2 separate regions of the Hordeum vulgare genome follow, and region 2 is linked to region 1. The links are chromatin contacts, called in public Hi-C maps. All regions are on one chromosome and are shown on one strand. The core of a region is the stretch at or near the end of the contact, and the rest is flanking DNA. Distances in the headings are between cores, read along the strand shown.

The links. Hi-C and Micro-C count contacts between places; a contact is called where the count stands out from the background.
Region 2: a Hi-C map of leaf shows a contact between it and region 1, with 3 times the contacts expected there. The contact joins the promoter of LOC123440160 here to the promoter of LOC123444238 in region 1. A contact is called at or near these places in 2 of 6 Hi-C or Micro-C datasets (leaf and seedling) and 1 of 1 datasets of contacts at active chromatin or transcription factors (embryo).

Annotation. Positions count from the first base shown.
Region 1 is chr3H:457,257,584-457,261,501 of MorexV3_pseudomolecules_assembly, forward strand. LOC123444238 (glycylpeptide N-tetradecanoyltransferase 1) reads left to right here and starts at 2,093. Exons shown (of 1, transcript XM_045120899.1): 1 at 2,093-3,886. The coding sequence starts at 2,210. The coding sequence ends at 3,532.
Region 2 is chr3H:457,448,763-457,452,680 of MorexV3_pseudomolecules_assembly, forward strand. It overlaps LOC123440160 (acyl transferase 5-like), which reads right to left and starts at 2,315. Exons shown (of 2, transcript XM_045116732.1): 1 at 1,863-2,315; 2 at 1-660. The coding sequence starts at 2,297. LOC123444239 (probable magnesium transporter NIPA9) reads left to right here and starts at 2,525. Exons shown (of 9, transcript XM_045120900.1): 1 at 2,525-2,846; 2 at 2,963-3,061; 3 at 3,176-3,305; 4 at 3,445-3,533. The coding sequence starts at 2,736.

The DNA.
Region 1 (3,918 bases), core at 843-3,342:
AAAGCAAACCACCGAGCCATAACATCCAACAACAGTCACCACAACACACACACAGACGCCGCACTGGAGTTAGCACTACAACACAAGGTACCAAGGTTACACTGTGGGCACAACACAACAAGTCCAAACAAAGGAAAACAACAAGGCGGCGCTGCGAAAGGGTCCTCTAATCCGGCTCCGGAGGTGGAGGAGGGGGCGGCAACGCCAATCTAAGAGCCATCGCACGAACATGAGAGATGATGGAGTTGATGGCGTCTCGGTCCTGCGAGCGGCTAAGCGGTCGCCAGAGTTGCAGGTATCCACAAAATTTGAACGCCACGTTAGAAGCACGACGAAGAGGAACACGTTGAACAACAAACTTATTACGGACAGTCCACAGCGTCCAGGCCAGGACCTCCACCGTCAACCAGCTAGTGTGGCAGAAAGATGTGGGCATAGCCTGAAGTTCGGGGAGCAGGTCACGAAGTTTGTGTCGCACCAGGTGCCACCGACCACTTCACGGAGAAAACTCCAGAGGAATTGCGCGGACACGCAAGAAAAGAAGATGTGATTCGAATCCTCTTCTGTCGCACAAAGCGGACAAATGCCATTCGCTGGTCCGTTCCGCTTAAGGACCACAACACCAGAGGGGAGGCGTCCACGAAGCCACTGCCAGAGGAATATCCGGATCTTCAAGGGGAGCCTAATTTCCTAGAGGGCCGCAAAAGGCTCGAGGCTCGGGCACGGCGCAATCGCCTGATATAAGGATTTCATAGTGAAGCAACCCGAAGGCTCTAATCGCTAGGAGATGCGATCGCCGGGCCGATCCAGATCCGGCGCAAGAAGGGCGATGGACTCCAGGAGGTCCTGCCAGGCGAGCGTTTCCATTGGCCCGAAAGGGTGTCTAAATGCAAGACGCCCTAGGTCGATGAGGGCCTCCTCCACGGAGATTCGTGGGACGACCACAATAGAGAATAGGGTTGGGAAACGTGTAACAAAGGCGGGCTCGCCGGCCCAGCGGTCAAACCAGAACAAGGTTGATGCGCGAGAGCCAACCTCGATAGAGGTCCCAATGCGAAGAACTGGGAGCAGCTGGATTAAGGACTGCCAGAACTAAGAACCCCCAGACCGCTGGCAGAAGGCAAGAGGTTATCCACGCAGGTAATTATTCTGAATAATGCGGATCCAAAGGCCTTCCTCGCCCCTTGAAATCCGCCAGAGCCAACGAGTGAGCAGAGCAATATTCATACGCTTGGAGGACATGATCCCCATGCCACCCTGGTTGCACGGCTTGCATATCTCCGACCATCGAACCATGTGGTACTTTTGCTTATCCCCGTCGCCGGCTCAGAAGAAACGTGTCTGGACCCTGGCGATCTCGTGGTGGAGGGTCTCTAGCAATATGTAAAAGCTCATCAAGAAGAGCAACAAGCTGGACAGGGAGGAGTTGATGAGGACCGTCCTGGCAGCCTTCGAGAGCCAGCGACCTTGCCACGGTTCAATACAATGCTACAGTTTGGCAACCGTAGGTCGCAGCTCCGCCATCGAGAGGCGAGAGTCGCTGATAGGGATTCCCAGGTATGCCATGGGGAAGGATCCTAGCTGGAAGTTAAGGCGGTCGGCGATGCTCTTGGCCGCGACAAGGGGGTATCCTAGGACCATGACCACACTCTTATTGAATTTAATTTTGAGACCGGACATCTCCTGGAAGCAGAGGAGAAGAATTTCAGGTTCGAGATGTCATCGCTCTCAACCATGATGATCGTGTCATCCGCATACTGCAGAAGAGATACGCGAGGAGATGCGCTTGGTTTGGCTTGGCTTGGAGAGGTTTGTGGGTTTGGCTTGGAGATGCGCTTATGGCTTCATGCATATCTATTTTTTTAGAATTATTTGAAACGTAAAAGTATGGATTTCGATGAAATTTGAATTTAAAGGCCTCCATAAGTATGGATTTTGATGAAATTTGAATTTGAAGGCCTTCATAGAGGCCAAGCTCCAAGAAGCAATTTTCGGAGGAGTTTTCTCTAAAAGAAAAGAAGAGGAGAAAAATAAATAAACGTATCTTCGGCACGCTTACGAATAGGGAAGGGAAAAGCTAGCCCAATAAACAGATCCGATCCATCCCGTGGCCTCGCGTTCCACTACCCGGCCTGTCGCCTAGTCTTCTCCCCCAAATCTCTCCCTCAAACCCTACAGCCGATCTAGCCCTCCCACCGCGCCGATCGCCATGGCCGCCCCCAACAACAACGACGCCGCCGCCAGCGCCAGCGCCAGCGCTTCCACCAGCGACGGCGCCCCCGCGGCGCCGGAGGACACCTCCATCGAGGCGCTGGCGCGGCGCGTGCAGGAGCACATGACCCTCGCCTCCAACCCCACCGCCCGCCGCCACAAGTTCTGGGAGACGCAGCCCGTGGGTCAGTTCGGCGACGTTGCCGACGTCTCCCTCCCCGACGGCGCCATCGAGCCGCCCACCCCGCTCTCCGAGGTCCGCGCCGACCCCTACCCGCTCCCCGCCGCCTTCGAGTGGTTCACCTGCGACCTCGACGACGACGCCCTCCTCGCCGACCTCTACGCCCTCCTCGCCCACAACTACGTCGAGGACGACGAGAACATGTTCCGCTTCAACTACTCCTCGGCCTTCCTCCGCTGGGCGCTCCGCCCCCCCTCCTTCTTCCGCGCCTGGCACATTGGCGTCCGGGCCAAGGAGTCCAAGAAGCTCGTCGCCTTCATATCCGGCGTCCCCGCGCGCATCCGTGCGCGCGACGACGTTGTCCGCATGGCCGAGATCAACTTCCTCTGCGTCCACAAGAAGCTCCGATCCAAGCGCCTCGCGCCGGTGCTCATCCGGGAGGTCACCCGTCGCGTCCACCTGGAGAACATCTGGCAGGCTGCATACACTGCGGGTGTCGTCCTCCCGACCCCCATCACCACATGCCGCTACTGGCATCGATCCCTCAACCCAAAGAAGCTCATCGATGTTGGCTTCTCCCGTCTTGGTCCCCGCATGACCATGAGCCGCACCGTCCGTCTCTACAAGCTGCCAGATGCGCCGCTTACCCCCGGGTTCCGCCAGATGGAGTTGCGGGATGTTGCAGCAGTCACACGCTTGCTCAGGGCATACCTTGCAAGGTACGTGGTGGCGCCAGATTTTGATGAGCTTGATGTTGAGCACTGGTTGCTGCCCCAGGAGGATGTGGTGGACAGCTACCTTGTGGAGAGCCCTGAGACGCACGAGGTCACAGATTTCTGCAGCTTTTACACTCTGCCCTCGTCCGTGCTGAACAATGCCAACTATTCAACACTCAAGGCTGCATACTCATATTACAATGTTGCTGTCAAGACCCCGTTGCAGCAGCTGATGAATGATGCACTGATTGTGGCCAAGCAGAAGAACTATGATGTGTTCAATGCGCTCGATGTCATGGAGAACGAGGGGTTCCTCAAGGAACTCAAGTTTGGCCCTGGAGATGGGCAGCTGCACTATTATCTCTACAATTATCGCATTCGCAATGGAATCAAGCCATCTGAGCTTGGGCTTGTGCTTCTATAGGGTGGTCAAGGCTCAGGATTGTGTTTGGGTTATACTTTTTCAGCAGGTACTCCTTGTGTGGCTGGTTTAGTATGCGTCTTTCCTGGTTGCTACAGGTGATGGTTTGATTTCCGTCATGCCGTATGTTGCCCAGTGTGCGATCCGTCATAGCTCTTTTGTTTATTGTGGTAGCAAATCTTCCATGCCTTTTCATGGGAATCCACATTGATTTGCAAATGAGGAGACTGGAATTAGAAATTCCTTTTCAATTTAAGACTGTATTTTCAATTAGTTACATTTCAGTGTGTACGGTTCAAAGCTTTATGATGACACTCTGTTTACCAAGGAATTTTGATGGACTTGTGTTATGCTAAATCATTCTAGTACCCTTGTGTTTTGAGGTTATA
Region 2 (3,918 bases), core at 1,065-3,564, 190 kb after region 1:
AAATAATCCAAGCCTCGTCCAGTCCGACACAAACAACACATTGTGCTCGAATGTCAACTGATATGGATCAACCTTGACATCCCCTGACGCCCACTTGGCAAACTCCAAAGGGAGCCTTGCCTTCCCATCCCTAATCATTTTGATCACGTCATGTAGCCCCGCCATGGAAACATCCTTCGTTGTAGACGTTACAGTAATTGGGTAGAAGCAGTTGCCATAAAAGCCCCCATCCTTTGGGAGAACCTGTGTGAGAAGGTGTCTCGTGTTTGCGAAGAAGCATATTTTAACCTCGTCTTCAGGACTGTACTTGATGGCCCGAGTTCGAGCTTGCCAAACCTTTGCAATGGCGACATCAAAAGTTGAGCAGTACTGACCCATTGCCCGGAAGTATTCAGCCTTGACACTGGCGATACAGTCTAAACTGACATCTGTAACAAAATGCTGGAAGCCGAATGACTGGAACGTTGGTGGTGGCCCCGAAGGTATCTTGGGTGGGCTCGGGATTACAGCTCGTGCCCATACAGGAGCCATTGTAGGCTTGTCGAGGCCGCGGGCAAAGTCAGCAATTGCATTAATGAATTGTGCTGCGCCAAGCCCGTCTGCGAGGGTGTGGACCGCTACCAAGCCCACGACAAATCCTCCACAAGTGAATTCCGTCACCTGGTATGGACATAGTAAGAACGAGAAAGGTATTACGGAAGCGTCTACTCCCTGTGTTCCTAAATATAATTTTTTTTAAGATCCCGATAAAAGACTACACACGAAGCAAAATGAATAAACATACACTCTAAAATATGTCTATATATATCCATATGTAGTATCCTAGTGAAACCTTTACAAAGACTTATATTTAGAAACGGAGGGAGTAGTTTGCACACATGCATGCAACATCAGTTAAAATGACAAGGCAAAAAGTTTCTATATCATGGCTGAAACCATAACGTTCGTTACTGTTATTCAGATGAAGTGGTTGTATGGAACTCGAGTCAATGAAGAGACAAATAGTAGGCTGGCAGTACTAGACTACCTAAACCATTGTGATGTGTCGGTGCTTCACTTGTTGGAAATATGTGGTGCTGGCACTTTCTATCTTCCACTACCAACAACGCGACGTACAGTATGATAATAGAAAAAGAAAACAGGATGTGGTACAGTTCCACCTAGTTAGTGTATATCAGATGTGTTTTTTTTGTGTGTGTGGGTGGGGGGGGGGGGGGGGGGGATAGGAGTATCATATGTGTCACAGTTCAACCACTCTGTTATGTAGTGTTGGTTGGTTCCTTTGGGAGCTACTCTCTCTGGTCGCGAAAAAGGGCCTTGACTGTGTGCAGACATACACTGGTCTGAGAAACAAATCCACTAGAGAAATACTGTCTTGAAACAACATCTATATTGCGGAAAGAAAAGCAACAACATGTAAAGCATGATTTATCTCTTCAAATATTGTAAAATATGGTGCCTAGACCAGCCATTGCGCCGAGTGTCTTGAAACAGAAACATCAATGTATAGTGACTTGTAGCTCACCAATGGTGCCGAGACCAGCCATTTGTTTCTAGAGAAGTGAGAAACCGTGAGAGAAACGCTTTTTTCAATGAAGCGAGGGAGAGGCTTGTGCATGCAGGTGGAGGTGAGAGAGAGAGGGTGTGTGTGTACCTCAGGAGAGTGAGCGCCCATCTAAGAGAGAAAACGTGAGGGGACATGTGCATGCATGTGAAACGAGGGAGGGCATCGTGGTCGTGGCATATACACCATGCACCGTCTAGGACAATTTTTAAACAGCGACCTGCCTGTCAGCCGCTGCTACCAACAGCTAGCTGCCGCCTACACATTTTCTGCAAGTAAATATGACGTACGTATATACCTGCATCATGACCGGGATAGTGGTAGGGTCAACACCGTCCTCCGGAGCGGGCAGCAGCTCCTCCTCGCAGACCATGAGAGGGTAGTCGAGGCCGTTCACGTCCTCGAGGCTGCATCCCGCGGCGGCCTCGACGAACCAGGCGCCGTCGCCGGTGCACGCGACGCAGGCCTCGCCAGCCGCCGCCGCCGAGCGGACGAAGCGGCCGGCGAACGCGGGGTACTCCACCAGCGCGCGCGACAGCGCGGCGCGGATCACCTCGGCCGGCCTGGCGCCGTCGTCGGCGCCGTCGCGCCGGAACACGTGCAGCGACCGCACGGTGTGGCGCAGCCCGGGCACGCGGTCGATGGCGGACAGCTCCAGCGTCTCGCCCGACGCCGGCGCGGCCGGCGCGACGAACGACCGGGACTTCCTCTCCAGGGTGATCGACGACACCATGGTGGGTGGCTACGTGCCCGTTGTGTGTGTGTGTGTGTGTGTGTGTGTGTGTGTGTGAGTGAGAGGGTTCGGGGCGGCACGGGACGCGTATTTATAAACGGCGAGGTCTGGGCTGGGCTGAATGTGCGAGTGGCGGCCCATCCAAGCCTGCAAGGCCCAAAGAGAAGGAAATCGATCGAGGACACGCAGAATAGAAAATAATCGAGTGTCCCTCCCGCACACGCGACGCGACCCGGCAGGCACCAGCGAGGGCACGACCGGCGCCACCGCCCGCCAGGCACGCTCGGGCACGACGAGAAAAGGACGGACGCCACCTCCTCGGCTCGGCTCGGCTCGGCTCCTCCCCCTCGTGGTCTCCTCCTCCTCCGCCCGCACCCACACCAAAAAGCTCCAGGGAGACCCCCCCGCGCGCGCGCCTGGTGCCGGATCGGATCGGGGATGTGGGAGTCGGTGGCGCTCACGCTGGCCGGCGCCGCCGGCAACAGCATCGGCAAGGTCCTCCAGAAGAAGGGCACACTCATCCTCCCTCCCCTCTCCTTCAAGCTCAAGGCAACCCTCCCTCCCTCCCTCTCCCCTTCCTCCCACCCTTATCCGTCCCCTCCGGATGCCGGCGCTGCTGTCTACTTGTTTAGATGGATGACGCCGCCCCATTCGTTCTCGCGCAGGTCATACGGGGCTACGCGCTCAACAGGCTCTGGATCAGCGGCTTCCTCCTCGACATGTGCGGCGCCGCCCTCATGCTCACCGCGCTCTCGCAGGCGCCGGTGCGTTGCCTGCTTCCCCACCCCCTTCTGTTTCTCGACCGATTCCGCGCAGTTACTCAATGGCTCAGGATACGCCGCGGGTTGACTGATGCGGCGCTTGCCTTTTCTCCTCAGGTCTCTGTCGTGCAGCCGATTGCCGGTTGCGGCCTCGCCATACTCTGCGTCTTCTCCCACTTTTACCTCAAGGAGGTCATGAATGGCCTCGACTGGATTGCCATCACAATGGCTGGTCTCGGCACCATAGGTGAGCTACAAGCCACTACCCCGCCATCATTACGTTTTACGTGCAATGTTGACGCTCAAAGAGAACTCTGTAGGATTAATGAATGGAACTAGTCTACTACAGTGCACACTGAATTTTACTCTGCCTTCTGTAAATTCAGGAGTCGGTGTCGGAGGGGAGGAGCAGAAAGTGGAAGAGATTCCCCTCTTCAGTATACCTTGGCTGGTGCTCACCGTTGTCATCTTGTTTGTAGGTACCATACTCTGTGTTGTATTAGTTTTATTATTACATCCACGTAAGTATGAGTTAAACCAAAACAAGTGTATTTTCGCTTGCACAAATTGTTTTGCCCATTCTGCTATAATATTCCAACTCTCACCCACAATTTTAGGCGTGCACCGCATAAGTATTACCCTTGTATTTCTATATATAAATTATGTTCTCCTACAAGTTCTGTGTTATGCTCCAACAAAACTGCTTGCTGGACTTAGGGAAGTGTTTAGACTGCTCTTTTGTTGGATTCACTCTTTTCCCGTTTGGCCGTTTCATTAAAAAACACATCAATGGGAAAGAACTAATCATATTGTAGGATATTATGGTGGATGTATTATTGTAGTGTTGATGATCAGATTCT